5 separate regions of the Mus musculus genome follow, and regions 2, 3, 4 and 5 are each linked to region 1. The links are chromatin contacts, called in public HiCAR-type and promoter capture Hi-C maps. All regions are on one chromosome and are shown on one strand. The core of a region is the stretch at or near the end of the contact, and the rest is flanking DNA. Distances in the headings are between cores, read along the strand shown. Region 1 holds the start of Rcor1 (REST corepressor 1). Region 2 holds the start of Slc25a29 (solute carrier family 25 (mitochondrial carrier, palmitoylcarnitine transporter), member 29). Region 3 holds the start of Crip1 (cysteine-rich protein 1 (intestinal)). Region 4 holds the start of Wdr25 (WD repeat domain 25). Region 5 holds the start of Setd3 (SET domain containing 3).

Evidence for each region. Promoter capture Hi-C pulls out the DNA fragments that hold promoters and counts their contacts. HiCAR-type assays count read pairs that join an accessible place to other places. Capture Hi-C pulls out chosen DNA fragments and counts their contacts.
Region 2: a promoter capture Hi-C map of adipose tissue shows a contact between it and region 1, with 2.9 times the contacts expected there. The contact joins the promoter of Slc25a29 here to the promoter of Rcor1 in region 1. A contact is called at or near these places in 2 of 39 promoter capture datasets (hippocampal neurons and pre-B cells), 2 of 115 datasets of contacts at active chromatin or transcription factors (large pre-B cells and thymic regulatory T cells) and 1 of 9 other capture datasets (adipose tissue).
Region 3: a contact with region 1 is called in a promoter capture Hi-C map of liver, with 2.4 times the contacts expected there. The contact joins the promoter of Crip1 here to the promoter of Rcor1 in region 1. A contact is called at or near these places in 1 of 39 promoter capture datasets (pre-B cells), 1 of 115 datasets of contacts at active chromatin or transcription factors (bone marrow-derived dendritic cells) and 2 of 9 other capture datasets (adipose tissue and liver).
Region 4: a HiCAR-type map of astrocytes shows a contact between it and region 1, with 7 times the contacts expected there. The contact joins the promoter of Wdr25 here to the promoter of Rcor1 in region 1. A contact is called at or near these places in 1 of 484 Hi-C or Micro-C datasets (B cells) and 1 of 115 datasets of contacts at active chromatin or transcription factors (astrocytes).
Region 5: a contact with region 1 is called in a promoter capture Hi-C map of erythroid cells, with 9 times the contacts expected there. The contact joins the promoter of Setd3 here to the promoter of Rcor1 in region 1. A contact is called at or near these places in 2 of 39 promoter capture datasets (erythroid cells and pre-B cells).

Annotation. Positions count from the first base shown.
Region 1 is chr12:111,038,025-111,040,724 of GRCm38.p6, forward strand. It overlaps Rcor1 (REST corepressor 1), which reads left to right and starts at 1,343. Exons shown (of 12, transcript NM_198023.3): 1 at 1,343-1,864; 2 at 1,938-1,997. The coding sequence starts at 1,582.
Region 2 is chr12:108,834,598-108,837,297 of GRCm38.p6, forward strand. Slc25a29 (solute carrier family 25 (mitochondrial carrier, palmitoylcarnitine transporter), member 29) reads right to left here and starts at 1,279. Exons shown (of 4, transcript NM_181328.3): 1 at 1,055-1,279. The coding sequence starts at 1,088. Mir345 (microRNA 345) reads left to right here and starts at 2,376; the gene lies at 2,376-2,471.
Region 3 is chr12:113,150,609-113,153,308 of GRCm38.p6, forward strand. Crip1 (cysteine-rich protein 1 (intestinal)) reads left to right here and starts at 1,404. Exons shown (of 5, transcript NM_007763.3): 1 at 1,404-1,545; 2 at 2,673-2,700. The coding sequence starts at 1,506.
Region 4 is chr12:108,892,962-108,895,661 of GRCm38.p6, forward strand. It overlaps Wdr25 (WD repeat domain 25), which reads left to right and starts at 1,311. Exons shown (of 7, transcript NM_177602.3): 1 at 1,311-1,352. It overlaps Wars (tryptophanyl-tRNA synthetase), which reads right to left and starts at 1,213. Exons shown (of 10, transcript NM_001164314.1): 1 at 1,108-1,213.
Region 5 is chr12:108,177,901-108,180,624 of GRCm38.p6, forward strand. Setd3 (SET domain containing 3) reads right to left here and starts at 1,384. Exons shown (of 13, transcript NM_028262.3): 1 at 1,253-1,384. It overlaps Ccnk (cyclin K), which reads left to right and starts at 1,838. Exons shown (of 12, transcript NM_009832.2): 1 at 1,838-1,980.

The DNA.
Region 1 (2,700 bases), core at 93-2,592:
AGTGACCATGGTCACTTCAGTGAAGTTTAAAATGATTCGCGGGGCAGAAAACGTGGAAGAGAAACCCCTGCTTATTTATGCGGGCTTTCAAACCATAAAACTCTCGTTTTCTCTCTGTAGCTATTTATATCCTGAGCGGGTGTAAAAACTGTCCCCATATGAAGCCCAGGTCTGAAGTAATATAAACGAAAAATAGCCATCTCCTGTTTTATTTATTTATTTTTAATTTAAAGCAAACGGTTTCACCTATAGTCCCCAGGTTTGGTCGCTGGCGCGGGGGGTGGGGCAGCCCACCCAGCCCCACAGGCAGCTGTCAGGCAGTGACGGGGCCCCTCGCTTGATCACTCCAGGGACAAGGACGCCCAGGGCTGGGTGTCACCGACTCCTCCGCGTTCAGGCTCTTAGCCCTGCGGGCTGGGGGAAGGGCCCGGGTCTCGGGAAGTGACCCTCCTCTTCTACCGAGCTGGGGACTCAAGCTCCTTCTTTTTCCCCCTCGCGGTGGGGCCCCTAGTCGATCTATGTCCCTCCTGCTGTCCCGGGGCCACTCGGCACCTCCCCTCACCCCGACGGCTTCGAGGCCCTCCCCGGCCGAACATCCCGACTCCTCCCTCGGCCCCTCAGGCAACGTGGGGAGCCGGTGGCCCCCAACCCAATTAGCGGGGAGCTCCATCGTCTCCAGGCACAACCGCTTTCCTTCCCTCGGGGGACACTGCCACCTGAGAGCCTCGTCCCCAGGTTCCCTTGCTCTAGTACATCTCGATCGCCCCTGGGCGACGCGGGGGCGCAATTAGTTTCTTCCAATTAGTTTCCCCTCTTTGTATAGAACCCATTCAAACTGTGCGCGTACTCCTCCGCGCGAGGGGGAAAGTAGTCCCGACCTTGCCCGCGATTTCTGTTCTCGCGTCGGGCACATTCACTTTGGGAAGCCGATGGGACGCTCGGCGGGATCCCCGGGGGAGGTGGCGCGGGGCCCACAGGGTGCGAGCGGAGGGAGCGGGGCGCTGGGGAGGGGGAGGGGGCTAACTCCTCGCTGTTGCCTCGAGAGATGGATCATGGGGCGTAAAGCGATCGCAAACCTCAAACCACGTACAGTGGGCGATACGCGTCAACCCAACCTGGCCAACGGAAGCACAGAACCTTCCCCCTCCTTCCCGTGATCCCGCCCCCGTGGCCTGACGGACGCGCACAGAGACCTACCATGCCCCTGCTTGCCGCCCGGATCCCGTGAGAGCCAATGGAAGCTCGCAGGGGCGGAGCTTGCGAGCGACGGGTTAGGCTGTGCGCGGCCCTCCTCCCCCCCAGGCTCCGCCCCTCCCCCCCGCCCGCGGCTCCCGGAGTAGTTAGAGCCAGCGAAGTGCGGGCGGCGATGAGAGCCAAAGTTGCGCTCCGTTCGGCATCGGGGGCTTGAGGCGGCTCGTTGCTCCGCCCGTCTGGGCCTCCTCTAGCCCCAACTCCCGCCAGCGGATCCCGCGCGCTCGCCCGCCCGGCCCGGCGCCCACCTGCGCCCCCTGCCCGCGGCCCGCCGCCCGCGCCTCGCGAGCCGGGGTCCCCGTCACTTTGGCCCGGCCCCGGGCCCCGCCGATGCCGGCCATGGTGGAGAAGGGCCCCGAGGTCTCAGGGAAGCGGCGAGGGAGGAACACGGCGGCCTCCGCAGCCTCGGCCGCCGCCTCGGCCGCCTCGGCCGCCGCCTCAGCCGCCGCCTCGGCCGGCACCGCCTCCGCCTCGGCCGCCGCCGCCGCCTCGGCCGCCGCCGCCCCCAATAATGGCCAGAATAAAAGTTTGGCGGCGGCGGCTCCCAACGGGAACAGCGGCAGCAACTCCTGGGAGGAAGGCAGCTCGGGCTCGTCCAGCGACGAGGAGCACGGTAGGTGGCAGCCGCCCCCGCGCCCGGCCCGTGTCCGCGCCCGCGCTGACCGCCGTGCTCTGCTTCCCCGCAGGTGGCGGTGGCATGCGGGTGGGACCCCAGTACCAAGCGGCGGTGCCCGACTTCGATCCTGGTGAGTAGCGAGTGACGGGAGCTCGGGAGACAACTTTGTTTTTTGTGCGTGTTGGCCTTCGGTCCGCGGGGGCACACGGGGCGCGAGGGCAGGCGGCGCGGCACGCTCGCACACGAGTGTGCTGCAGATTCGGGTGCGGGGAGGCCATGGGCTCCGGTGGGGACAGCACTGGGCCCGCAGTGTCCCCCGGCTCTGAGAAAGCCACACCTGGCCGGGGTGGAGTGGGATGTCTCTGCCTCCAGGTGTGGTGTACCGGAGCTAGGACGGGATCCCGGGTGGCAGTGCTGGAGAGTTGGCGTCCTGGGGCGCTCGGACCCAGGGCTCCGCAGAGACTTCTTACTTCAAACTGGCTCCTAGCGTTACCCTGCCAACCCTACGCTCTTATTGCCTCTTGACTCTCATCCCGTCTTGTCCCGTCCGGTCCCATCCTGTCCCATCCCATCCCATCCCATCCCATCCCATCCCATCCCATCCCGAGGGCTGGTGGAGTAAAGATCTTCCTGTCCCTCCACCCCAATCAGGTAATAAAAGAAGTGTGCTTTCCAGAGAGCATCTGTCTAGATAAGAGAGCCCGACTTGTGGCTGTTATTTTAAGATCTGTTTGTAAATGTGTGTTTCCTTTATTTCTTTTTTCTTTTGGGGGGGATGGGGTGGGGAGGAAGAGGTTGTGAAAGAATAGAACCATCAAAAGGTTTAGCTAACC
Region 2 (2,700 bases), core at 29-2,528, 2.2 Mb before region 1:
ATGGGCTTGTGGGACAGTGGGGGTGCTCAAAGTCTCTATGCAAGCCTGGCCTCAGGGTGAATATATGCTCCCCAGATCAACTGTATATCCCAGGCTACAAATGGAGGTAACTCTGGCCCTGGGGAAACTGCAGTACAAGGGGGTCTTGGCCACGGCAGGAGTCCTGGCCATTGAAGATGCCCTCACCTGCCCTGTTACAGCTGGGGCTAGCATGGGGCTCTTTCTGGGTCTCTAATTCTCCACCTGCTTGTGGAAATCTCTGTGGCCTTCCCACAGCTTACAGAAGAAAGACTTGGTGACAGTCTGGTGGTTCTCAAGCACCTAGAGGGTACGTCACTGCTCAGGGAAGGCATTCTGCCAGACAGCAATGTTCTCCATCCAGGAAGAAGCAAGCACGGATTAAGCACCTAAGGCCAACTCCAGCCTATCACTGTTCCAGGAGAGACCTTTCCGGGTAGGGCTATGAAGGATGAAGACAGCAGGACAGGTGGATGAGGAGCCAGGTCTGGGCCTCAGAGCTGAACATATAACCAGCCAGACCACTACCACCTCAGTCGATTCACCTGGAATCCCAGCGGCTAAACCAGGCTCTATTTAATACTTAGTAAATAAACTAATCCTCTAGGCAAAAGGAAAGGCACTAAACGTTCAACAGGTCCGCACGGTAGTGTCATGGGCAGACCTAGCCTGCTCTCAGCTTCGAGCGCTCTTCAGTCAGGTTGACATGACCATTTATTTGACCACCCGGTGGACCGCCTCCTCCTCTCCTGAGCCCTCCAGCAGCTTAAAGCAATGCATGGGAAGTGCTGGGCGCCTGGGGTCGGGCCAGCCTTCTAGGAGGTCGCGCGGTGTCACCAGCCTCGCTCAGACAGCTGCGGGAAGGGATCAGTAGGCTGCGCGCCCGCATCCTTCTGTTCTGTCCCTGCCTCCGGCCAAGCCGCGGTGCTGCCAGGATCCCCAGACCTTGCACTCAGTGCGCACGGAAGGGTCAAGAAGACACCTGTCGCCGCGTACCAGCCAGAACGCCCGCCTGGCATGCCGGTCATCTCCTTACCTCCGGCGCATCCAGCCAGGAAGTCGAGCGCCATGGCCCGGCCCGGCGAGCCGGCTGTGTCTTACTACTCCTCGGGCCCGGCCCGCGGTTGGCCGTCGCGACTCCTGCTATCTGGCCTCCGGGCGCGCAGCCGGGTCGGGGAGGCGACTGGATGGCGACTCCTAGAAAAGCACTCCCCTGGCGTCCAGCTTGCCGGGCCTCACCTCGCACCGCTCGCACCGCCCCGTCGGCCTCAGCCCCCGCGGGGGCAGAGCGCAACCAATCGGTAAGCGAGGCACGGACACACCCCGTGCTCCGGGTGCCGCCGCCAAGTCTCATTGGCTGGGCGCGCCTGGAAGGTGTGGCCTCGGGCGCGGCGGGCGGGGGTGCCTCCCGGCTCAGTAGACAAAGACTGTGCTTCTCGGGCCCGCCCGCACGGCGCAAGGAAGGGGCAGTGCGGTGGGCACACTGCACACTGGAGCCCAGAACCTCCCAACCGCACGGTCCGAAGGGCGGCGCTCGATCTGCTTCAATCCTCGGACCCCTCACGGTATTTGGATGCGACTCTCCTGCTCAACCTCATCGTCCTTGCCTGTGTCAAGAGGACACAGTGGCGAGTGCACACGTGGAACGCCGCGACTCTCCCAAGGCCTACTTTGGTCTTGGACTCAGCTTGCTGGGAAAGTTCGAGAACGACCGCCCACTTGGAGGGGCCTCTGAGGCCCCGGATCTTCTTAAGCGAACGCGCAGGAGTACTGAGGACCCAGTGCACCCAGGCAGAGACAGGGACTTGAGTTTGAAGGACGTAGAAACGTTTTCAAACAGAAGGGGCCTGTGGATGGGGCCTGAGGATGGAAGGGTGCCGCCAAGCCCGACGTGTTCCTGGGAGCCGCCAGCAGGCCAGATCAGGGGCGCGGGCATCTGACTGCAGCTCTGGGCCTTGGGACAGGGTGAGCTAGGTGCAGGACAAGGAGCAAGCAGATATTCCAGGCTTGGAGAGCATTAAAGTTGAGGTGGGCTAAGAACCCGACGCGCCGCCCCCCACCCCCCCAGTTGCTGGTAATATCTACAACAGCAAGGAGTCTGGAAGCAAGTCCAAGTGATGGATACAGCCATCACTTACCGGGCCTCTGCTGGTCGTGACTTTCTTTTAAGCTGAGAGTGGAGTAACAGACTCCTGTGGTTACTCGAACTCTGCTCTTGCCTCTCCCCTCCCTAAACTGGGCGCGGAGTTGTGGGATGGCAGATCTGATGGAGGGGCAGCTCTGAGACCAGGGACCCCAGTGTTGTTTGAGAGGTGGTGTTTATCCTTGGAATTGAATGGACCCTTCGTGAAGCCGACACCCAAGTCCAGGCCTGCTGACCCCTAGTCCAGTGCTTGTGGTGGCTACTGGGCCCTGAACTAGGGGTCTGGAGACCTGGGTTTGATCTCCACAGGCTTTGAGTCATCTGGATGCCTTCTAAAGGCAGGTGGTAAGAGGAAGAAGGAAGTACACACTGGAACTGGGGTGATTGTAGGATCCCTCCTGAGGCCTTTGCCATTAACCCCAGCAATCCTCCTGCAGGGACACAGCCATAAGAATACCCTGGGGTCCGGTGGTAAAGCTCGGGTCTTCACGCCTCCACCCTGGTTTCTGGTTCTAAGAAACGGGAGGGCATCCGATGAG
Region 3 (2,700 bases), core at 154-2,653, 2.1 Mb after region 1:
AGAGCTGGGCATTTGTGGAGCTCCAGTTTGGGACAGAGCTGTACCCTCAGGTTAGGGTCCCTAGGAGGAAGGTAGTGTTCCAGAGGGGCTGCGTTTGCAACTGTGGGTAGTCCCTGACCCATGGTGCAACACTAATCCCATCTGAGAGTTCTGACTCCCTACCCCAGCAGTGGCCAGGGAGATGGAAATACCCCTGACTGATCCTTGCCCAGAGCTAGGTCTGGAGACAGATAAATGGGTGGGTGTGGACAGGAGTGTCAGTCAGGGCTGAACAGTGAGAACTTAATGTCCGGCTATCAGCAACTGCATCGTCAGCTTGCTAGGCAACGATCAGAGAGCCCCAACCCCTAACCCCCACTAAGCCTACAAACTACTCTGAAGCTCAGGCCAGTAGAAACCTCCCAGCCCTCCATATTTACTGTAGGCTTAGTCTGTTCTCTACCTGGTACCAACCACGGCTCAGCCTCCTCCTTAGCTGGGCAGTGGACTTGGACCGCTGAGCTCTGGGCACTTCTCCCAGAGATAAGGACTACTCATCAATTGTGCCTCGAGGCACCAGGGAAACAGCCTGGGCATGGCCTCACCCGAATTCCTTGTCTTGACCTCTAGTCTCCAACCTCAGGTTGTTAGGTCCTCAAGCTTAGAGTCTGTAGTTCCTGTGGCAGGATGGGCTTTTCTGGATGGGAGTCCCCTCTTCTGAGTTCCCCGGTGAAGTTGTGGCTGCAGTCCAGTCAGCTGCCAAAGGTCAGGGTGTTCACATGCGGCTAGCCAGAGTGGACCTCCTGGCGTCTGCGTGGGTTAGATCTGGGAAAGGCTGGAAGGAGTTGGGCTACAAGGCTGAGACTCTGAATGTCCTCAACTCTTTCCGAAGAAGCATCAAAATATGTGCAGAATCCTTGAATGCTAATTTGTGTCTCTCTGCGCTTTATTTGTGTGTGTGTTCACATGCGCACGTGTGTTTTGAAACAGGGTCTCACCCTAGAGACCAGATTGGCCTCACCAGTTTTAGTAGGACAAGCAAACACACCACGTCCCACTTTATCTGCACTTTAGAAGTTTCCTGTGCTTACCCGGTCTCCAGCTAGCCGTTGCAGGTGCAAAAAACGCTAGGCTAGACAGAGCTCTTGGTCCTTCGAGGGGAGGACTCAACGACCCCTATTCAAGACCGGAGACTTGCCCTGCCCCAGGCAGGGGGCGGGGCCTGGGTCCGCAGGAGCCGCTGGGCTTAGAGGGTCCCGGGAAGACTCCGCACCCCTGCATGGCCCTTGGCCAGTTTATCTTGCCGGAGGCGAGTATGAACCAGATGACCATTCTTGGCCAGTCGGCCTGGATCAGCGTTCCCAGGGGTCCAAGTCCCGGACTGAGGGGGTGGGGCGGGGGCGGGGCCTTAAAGGGCAGGGCCACGGGGTCCCTGAAAAGCGCGGACCAGGCGGGCGCCACCCAGTCCAGAGCCTGCAACCTACTTCCTTCTAGCTGCAGCCACTTGTGCAGGACCAGGTACCGCCATGCCGAAGTGCCCCAAGTGCGACAAGGAGGTGTATTTCGGTGAGCACGCTTGGGTATCCCAACCTCTCTCCACATGCCCGCGGGCGTACTGCAGGCGGTACGCGGAAGCGTGGTCCAGAGGCGGACAATATTGGGCTGTTCAGGTGGACCTGGCTGTCTAGAGTCCAGGGCATCGCCTGGGATAGAACCCATAGATCTTGCCCGCGGCTTGAGGGTGGGACAATTTGGTGTTAAACAGAACCGACATCTGTGCCTACTCGCTCTTATGTTTCTGGGTCGGTCTTCTGGCTTCCTTGTCTCTGGGTCTCCAGGTCTCTGTGACTCCCATGCTTGTGGGTCTCCCCTTCTCTGTGACCCTGGCCTCTGGATCCTGCTGTCTCTCCCGCCTTCTGTCTGTGCGCCTTGGGCGGGGTCCCTGCTGGATAGGAAGGAACGCGGGACTAGGGTGGCCCCTCCCAATGCTAAGTAGAAACAGACGCCCAAAACCACGTCCGGGGGGTTCGATCTCGGGTGCTCGTTTTCTTGCTGTTTGCGCGCCCTAGGGCTTCTATGAGATAGTGCGTGACTAAGAGGTCCCCTTGCCCCTGCTGAGGAGAAGGGTGTGCCCAGGTTTAGTGCAGAGGTCAGAGGACTTTAACTGGGTTTACCTAACCTTAGATCCTCCAGACTTGTTCTCCTCCACTCTCAAGTCTGAAGGCCTCCTCCTCTCCAGCTCTACAAGCCCTCGGGGGTCATATCCCTATGGTGACACTTAAAAGTGTCCCACCAATGAGCCGGGATGGGTGGGTGGCCAGGTAGCCCACGCCTTTAGTCCCAGTGCTTTAGTCCGGGGAGGCAGAGACAGGAGCATCTCTGTGAGTTCAAGATCAGCCTGATCTACGGAGTGAGTTCCAGGACAGCCAGGGCTACACAGGAAAACCCTGTCTCAAAACAAAAACAAAAAACAACCTAAAAGAAAATATCCCACCAAAAAGGTGACCCTTCTGGTTTGTGAGGTGGGATTGGCTTGAGAGCACCATAGTTGCCCCTAACCCTCTCTGGAGCACAGTGGTCTCTGGGGACACAGGGTGGGCTGCCACATTGAAAGAATGAAGTGTGGGTGTCTGTGCAGCTGAAGAGGGGTTGCAGGGACTCCAGTGTCTCACAGTGGATCTGTGCTTCTGCAGCTGAGCGAGTGACTTCACTAGGCAAGGA
Region 4 (2,700 bases), core at 61-2,560, 2.1 Mb before region 1:
GGGCACCCACCACATCTACTCAAAACCAGGGCATCACCTGAACCTGAGTCAACTAGATGAAATACATGCACAACATCCCAATCCAGACACACACCCTCCTCAAGTCTTCAATGCTCTCATATGAGGTAGGTGACCCAAACCAAACCACTGCAACAACAGAAAACACGCTGCTAGCCTAGCAGAGAAGGCAATACGTACCCTGGCTGTGTAGTCCAAGGGTGCTCAAGCTGGACAGCTGAACATATGAGACTGCCCAGCCAGGGTGGAGGTCTTTAATACTCTCCTCTTCCCCTTTCAGTTTCTTTGTTTGTTTCTTTTTTTTTTTCTTTTTTTTTTAGAAGAGACTATTGTTTTTCTTATCTGCTTTGCCACACCCTTTCAGTTTCACTTACTGAGGGGTTTCCTAGAAATCACTCAGGTTCCCAAAAGCATTTGAGCCATTTGCCCAGCTTTCTTCAAGAGCAAGTCCAGCCACTGGCTAGCTACTTGGGCCGTGGGAGGAGGCGGCTGAGGCCAACCAAACTCTCAAGAGCCCGGAGCTACTTGTCATTGCATTGCATCAGCTGTCCCTTTCTTCAGGTTGACCGCCATATGACCTCCCCACCCTCTTCCTTTCCCGCCCCCACAGCATCATTGCAATTGTGTGTAGTGTAGCGACAAATAGGACGGGCATATCGCTTTGTACATCACTGCCTTCCCGAAGCAGCCTTGCTCTGAAGTTGTGCACTGCAGCGGAAAGATAGGCTTTTAATGTTGGACATAGAGCTTGGTGTGCTATCATAAAACCGTGGGCAAGTAGCGTTCCTTCTCTGCTTCTCTTTAGGATTCCTCATCTGTGAAACGGGCACCAGGGGCTTTACAAACACTTCGTACAGGGCAAAGAGATCCTACAGGGCAAAGCCCAGGCGGTGGGAAACGATGACAGGCTGGGTGGGCGGCGCCGCCGCAGCCTCCCGGTCCCTCGTGGTACAGGTGCCCAGAGAACAGACAGCCCGGTTCCGAGCTGGATCCTCGGGGCGCGGCGCCGGGGCGTCAACCGAAGGCCCCGGCGCCACCTCGGCATCCCTCCCTCGCTCCCGGCGCAGTGACCACCCCCTCCTCACTTACCGGCGGCCCCCACTTCGGCCCCACCAGTCAGCACCCCCAAGTTCAGCCACCGGTACCTCTTGGGCGTCCGTGGAAACACCAGCCGGCTGGAATAACTTCCGGTCTCGGCATGCCGCTATTGGCTGTCCAGGCAGAGGAGGGCAGAGACCATCTCCGATTGGCTGAAATTGCTGGCGTCGTGGTGGAACGCGACTGGGCGGCCCGAGTGCTGGCCGGACCGTTGTAGGGGTGGACCAAGAGCTTCCGTGTGTGTGTGTGTGTGGTGAGCGGCGGGCCCGGGAGGGAGGGGGCCGGGATGTGGCGGCCGCATGCTTCTCGCTTCTTAGCGCCGGGCTCAGCTCGCCGCTTGCCTTCCTGTTCTTCCCGTTCATTCCTAGAGTGCTGTGCTCTGAACTCTTTACCCATTAGTGTTGACAGCTTGGCTAACTTACTCATCCTTCAAAACCCGTGTCTGTTTTTTGTTTCCCATCCTGTATCCATGGCCTCTGGGGCAAGATCCGTGTGAATTTCTACCCACATCAGATCTATCATAGTGCCTAACACAGAGTAGGAAACTAGGACCCGTGTGTTGAACGGGAAAATTCTGTCTTTAACTTTCCCAGTTCCCTGCCCCATCACCTTGCTGTCTGCAAATTCATCCAGATTGAGGCTTCTTGGACAGTGAGCTAAGCACACAGGACACCCTGCCCCATGTATCCGTGCTCCCTTTAGCTTTTCAGTATTCGACTTCAGTCCTCAGTCCTCTTTTTCCCCCATTTAGCCTCTTCCTCTTGGTTTCACCTCCCCCCCCCCCCCTTTCTCATGGCATTTTTTGGACTTGGGTACAAGATGGCTACCATCATCTCCTAAACGGTGTGCATCTCTCTCAGCCGTCTCCCTTCATATATGTTTTCTTGACTCACCCTTGACTCCTCTTCATTGGTATTGGTTCTGTTTTAGTCACAGTATTGTGAACACCTTAGTTCCCTCAACCTCTTCAGAGCGTCACACTGGTGTAGTCTCTCTGAGACCTGTCTCAGCTCCAGAAAAAGATGCAGTCTTGGGCCCAGCTACCCTGTATCCTTTTCCTTTTGAGTTCACAAGTCCACGACATCGTCTGGCTCACGAGTCAGGGATGTTTTTGTCTTTCTATGGCTTGGGAGTGTGATGAATGAAGGACATCATTTACTGTTTTGCCTACTGTGGCAGATGTTGAGTGAGAGAATGAAATCTATGTGTGGTGCATCTGGTGTCCAGTCCCTTGCTGTCGTTCATTTTCTATCCCCTGTGGAGCTGATGAGCCACACTGTCCTCAGATCTGCTATAGGCCTCTTTTGTGAGTCTACCCTGCAGATAACCGTGTAGCTTAAAACCCAGGCTGTGACCGAGCTCTATATAGTATGGTGGTGGGAATCAGATGGGTTTCATTTGAGGAACCAGGAGATTGGCCTCAACTCCCTGCTGAATATGTAGAGATCAAATTATTTGCAGAGCATGGGTCTATCTCTGTGTGGTTAGTCTCTAGTGGGATCTTAGTTTGGTTGGAGAGTGGAAAGCTGGTTTTAGAAGTCCTTTTTCGAAGATGTTTCTAAATGTGGACATTGTTACCTGCCT
Region 5 (2,724 bases), core at 134-2,633, 2.9 Mb before region 1:
CAGAGACCCATCTATAAAGTGAGCCTCTACAGGTAGGAGCCTACATACACACTGTAGGTTCCAGTGAGTCTAGACAAACTTTTTAACTTGGGGAGGAAATGTCCTTTTATACTGCTGTATTTTAAGGGTGCGTTCACTTAAAACTCCCCAAGACTATCACTGTTTAAAACTCATTTTAAAAACACCCTCAGCATCGCCTTTGAAAGGGAAATGGGAACAGTATCACATATGAAAAACCCACACTTTCAGTGTCCAAGTCTGGTTTTAGTTTTTGTGTGTTTTTTGAAAGGGTCTCCCTATGTAGCTCTGGCAGGCCTGAAACTCCGGATTCCCTGCCTCAGCCTTCCTGGATGCAGTTCTGTTACATCTATCAGTAAAACCTCAATCTTCTAAGGGTCTGCAAAGGCAAGATGGCTGTCAACATCCTGTTCAAATGTGTTTACTTCGGTAACAACACCGTTTTCGTTTAGAAATGGATTACAGCATGTCCCGAGTCATCTTTACGCGTGCACCCCTCCAGAAACGCACCAACGTCCTCTCCCGACACGACGCGGAGGGGGTGAGGCCCCTCGGCAGCCAGTGGCGCACGTCACTAATCAGCTCCTTCTCCAAGAGTGGCAGGCGGGGAGAAGAGGCAGAGTCGCATGCCCAGGCTGCAGCCGCAAGAAGGAAGAGTTGAAAATCGGAATGGCAAACTCCGAGAGCACGGACCGCTTCTCTCTCGCAGCGCGCTCGTCGCGTGTGGACCTCGGCCAGGGGCGCGTGGGAAGAAACCTGACCTATTTTCTACGCCCGCCTTTGCGAGCGGGCAGTGGAGGACAAGGCGCGGGGGCCGGGCTCCCCGTGGGCAACAGAGAGCTGCAGAGGGGCCTCGGCCCCAAGCCGCGTGCGCCTGCCACCGGAGGAAGGAAACCAAGGCTGCAGCCCGCCGCACGCAGTCCCAGCGCCCCGCGCGCACTCCGGGCCCCGGCCGTACCCGAGGGCGGCGCCCAGGCCGCGCCCAGGCCGCGCCCTGAACCTGCCGCCTGCCCCCGTCCCGGTGGAAGAGGGAAGCTGCAGACGCTCGCCAGTCCCCTCAGGGACCGGGCCTGCCGGGCCTCGGAGCCCACAGCCTCCCAGGCCCTGAGAACTCGGTCGCGGCCGAGCACCGGACCTCGGAGTCCGCACGCTCGGCCTCACCTCCTTAAGGAGCGGTGGAACCCCGTCCCCTCAGCCCGCGGGCCGCACGCGGGTGCTTGCCGTCCGCACTCACCTGCCCGCTTCGTCTTCGCGCAGCGGCGGCGCCACACTCCGGCCGGGACCCCACCGTCCGCCTCAACCAACCCCCAGGCGGCGGCGGCGGCGGTGGCGGCGGCGGCCGGACGGGAGGGGCTGGACGGCAGCCAGAGACAGCCCCGCCGCCTAGGCCCAACCCGGCTCCGCCCGCCCCTGGGCCCCGCCCACGGGCCGCCGCCGCCGTTCATTGGCCCGCACCTAACACGCCTCGGCGCGGCTCCGCCCCGCCGCCCATCCGCCCGCCAGCCAGGGTGCTGATCAGCCATTGGACATCAGCAACCGGGGCGGAGCCGTATCCGAAGACTCGATTGGTTAGATCTCGCGCTGTGATTGAACGACGGGAGCCCTGGCTCCGCCTCCGGGCCGAAGTTCCGTTAACAGGTTCGGTTGCTCCCGAACTCCCTTTCGCCAAGGGGGTGGGGCGATGGGAGGGTGTGTGCGAGTGTTTCCCCTCCCCCTACGGGCCGCAGTCCACAAGGCCGCAGGGTAGGCGGAGCGGCGACTGTTGACTTGTTACTTTTTTTCTTTTTTTTAGCTTTACTTTCTTCTAATTGGTTGACAGGCACCTGACTTTCGCCGCCCCCTCCGGCCGCTTCTTAACGTCCCGAGACGCAGGGAAATGACGTAGTTCCCCGACATTCCACCTCCAAGATGGCTGCTGTCAGGAAGGAGAGACGTCGCTGAGGGTTTTGCCTGAGGCGAGGGGTGAGTATCTAGCTGGCCGCGGGCAGCGCCGCCCACCGTCTGCGCTCCTGGTGGTCCGAGGAGGGTATTTTCCAGCTGCCTGGGTTCTACGGAAGAGTCCGGCTTCCCGGATTCCACCGCCCTCCTTGGAATCCCTGATGCACGTTGAAATTAGCAGGCGACGCGGGGTTGGCGGCGAGGGAGCTTCGGGACAGGGTCGGGTCCTCTGGGGTGCGCCGCTAATGCCTGGAACTGGAAGCTGACCTCGCAGAGGAAAGTGGTTGCGGTTTGGGGGATTCCTAGCCGAGGAATAAAAGGGTGGCGGGGCTTACACGCACAGACCCTGCCTCAGACCGACCCGGTCACCCACGGCTTGTGGATCCCTCTGTTAAGTAGGATTGAGGCTTTGGAAAGTGTTCCGTGACTCTTGAACCACGGAACTCAGGTAGGACCAGGAATGAAAAGGGACTTCCTCGATAAGACTCGTTCTTACCCAGACGTCATCCTCTCCTGAGTGCTTGTTTGCCTCGGTGTTAGGGGAACTGATCTTTATTAAGTTGAGAAATAACATGTATATGTTAATCTGAAAACGTTTAAGCAGTTTAACCTGCCTAATGTATTCTTGGTGGTGTTCTTAACTTTGGACTACCAATAAAACACAGCTTTCCATAAGTCACTCAGTGTTTAAAATCAGTTATCACAGACTGGCTGTCTTCCTACGTAACCCTGGCTGGTGTGTAGCTCTCTCTGTAAACTAGGCTGGCC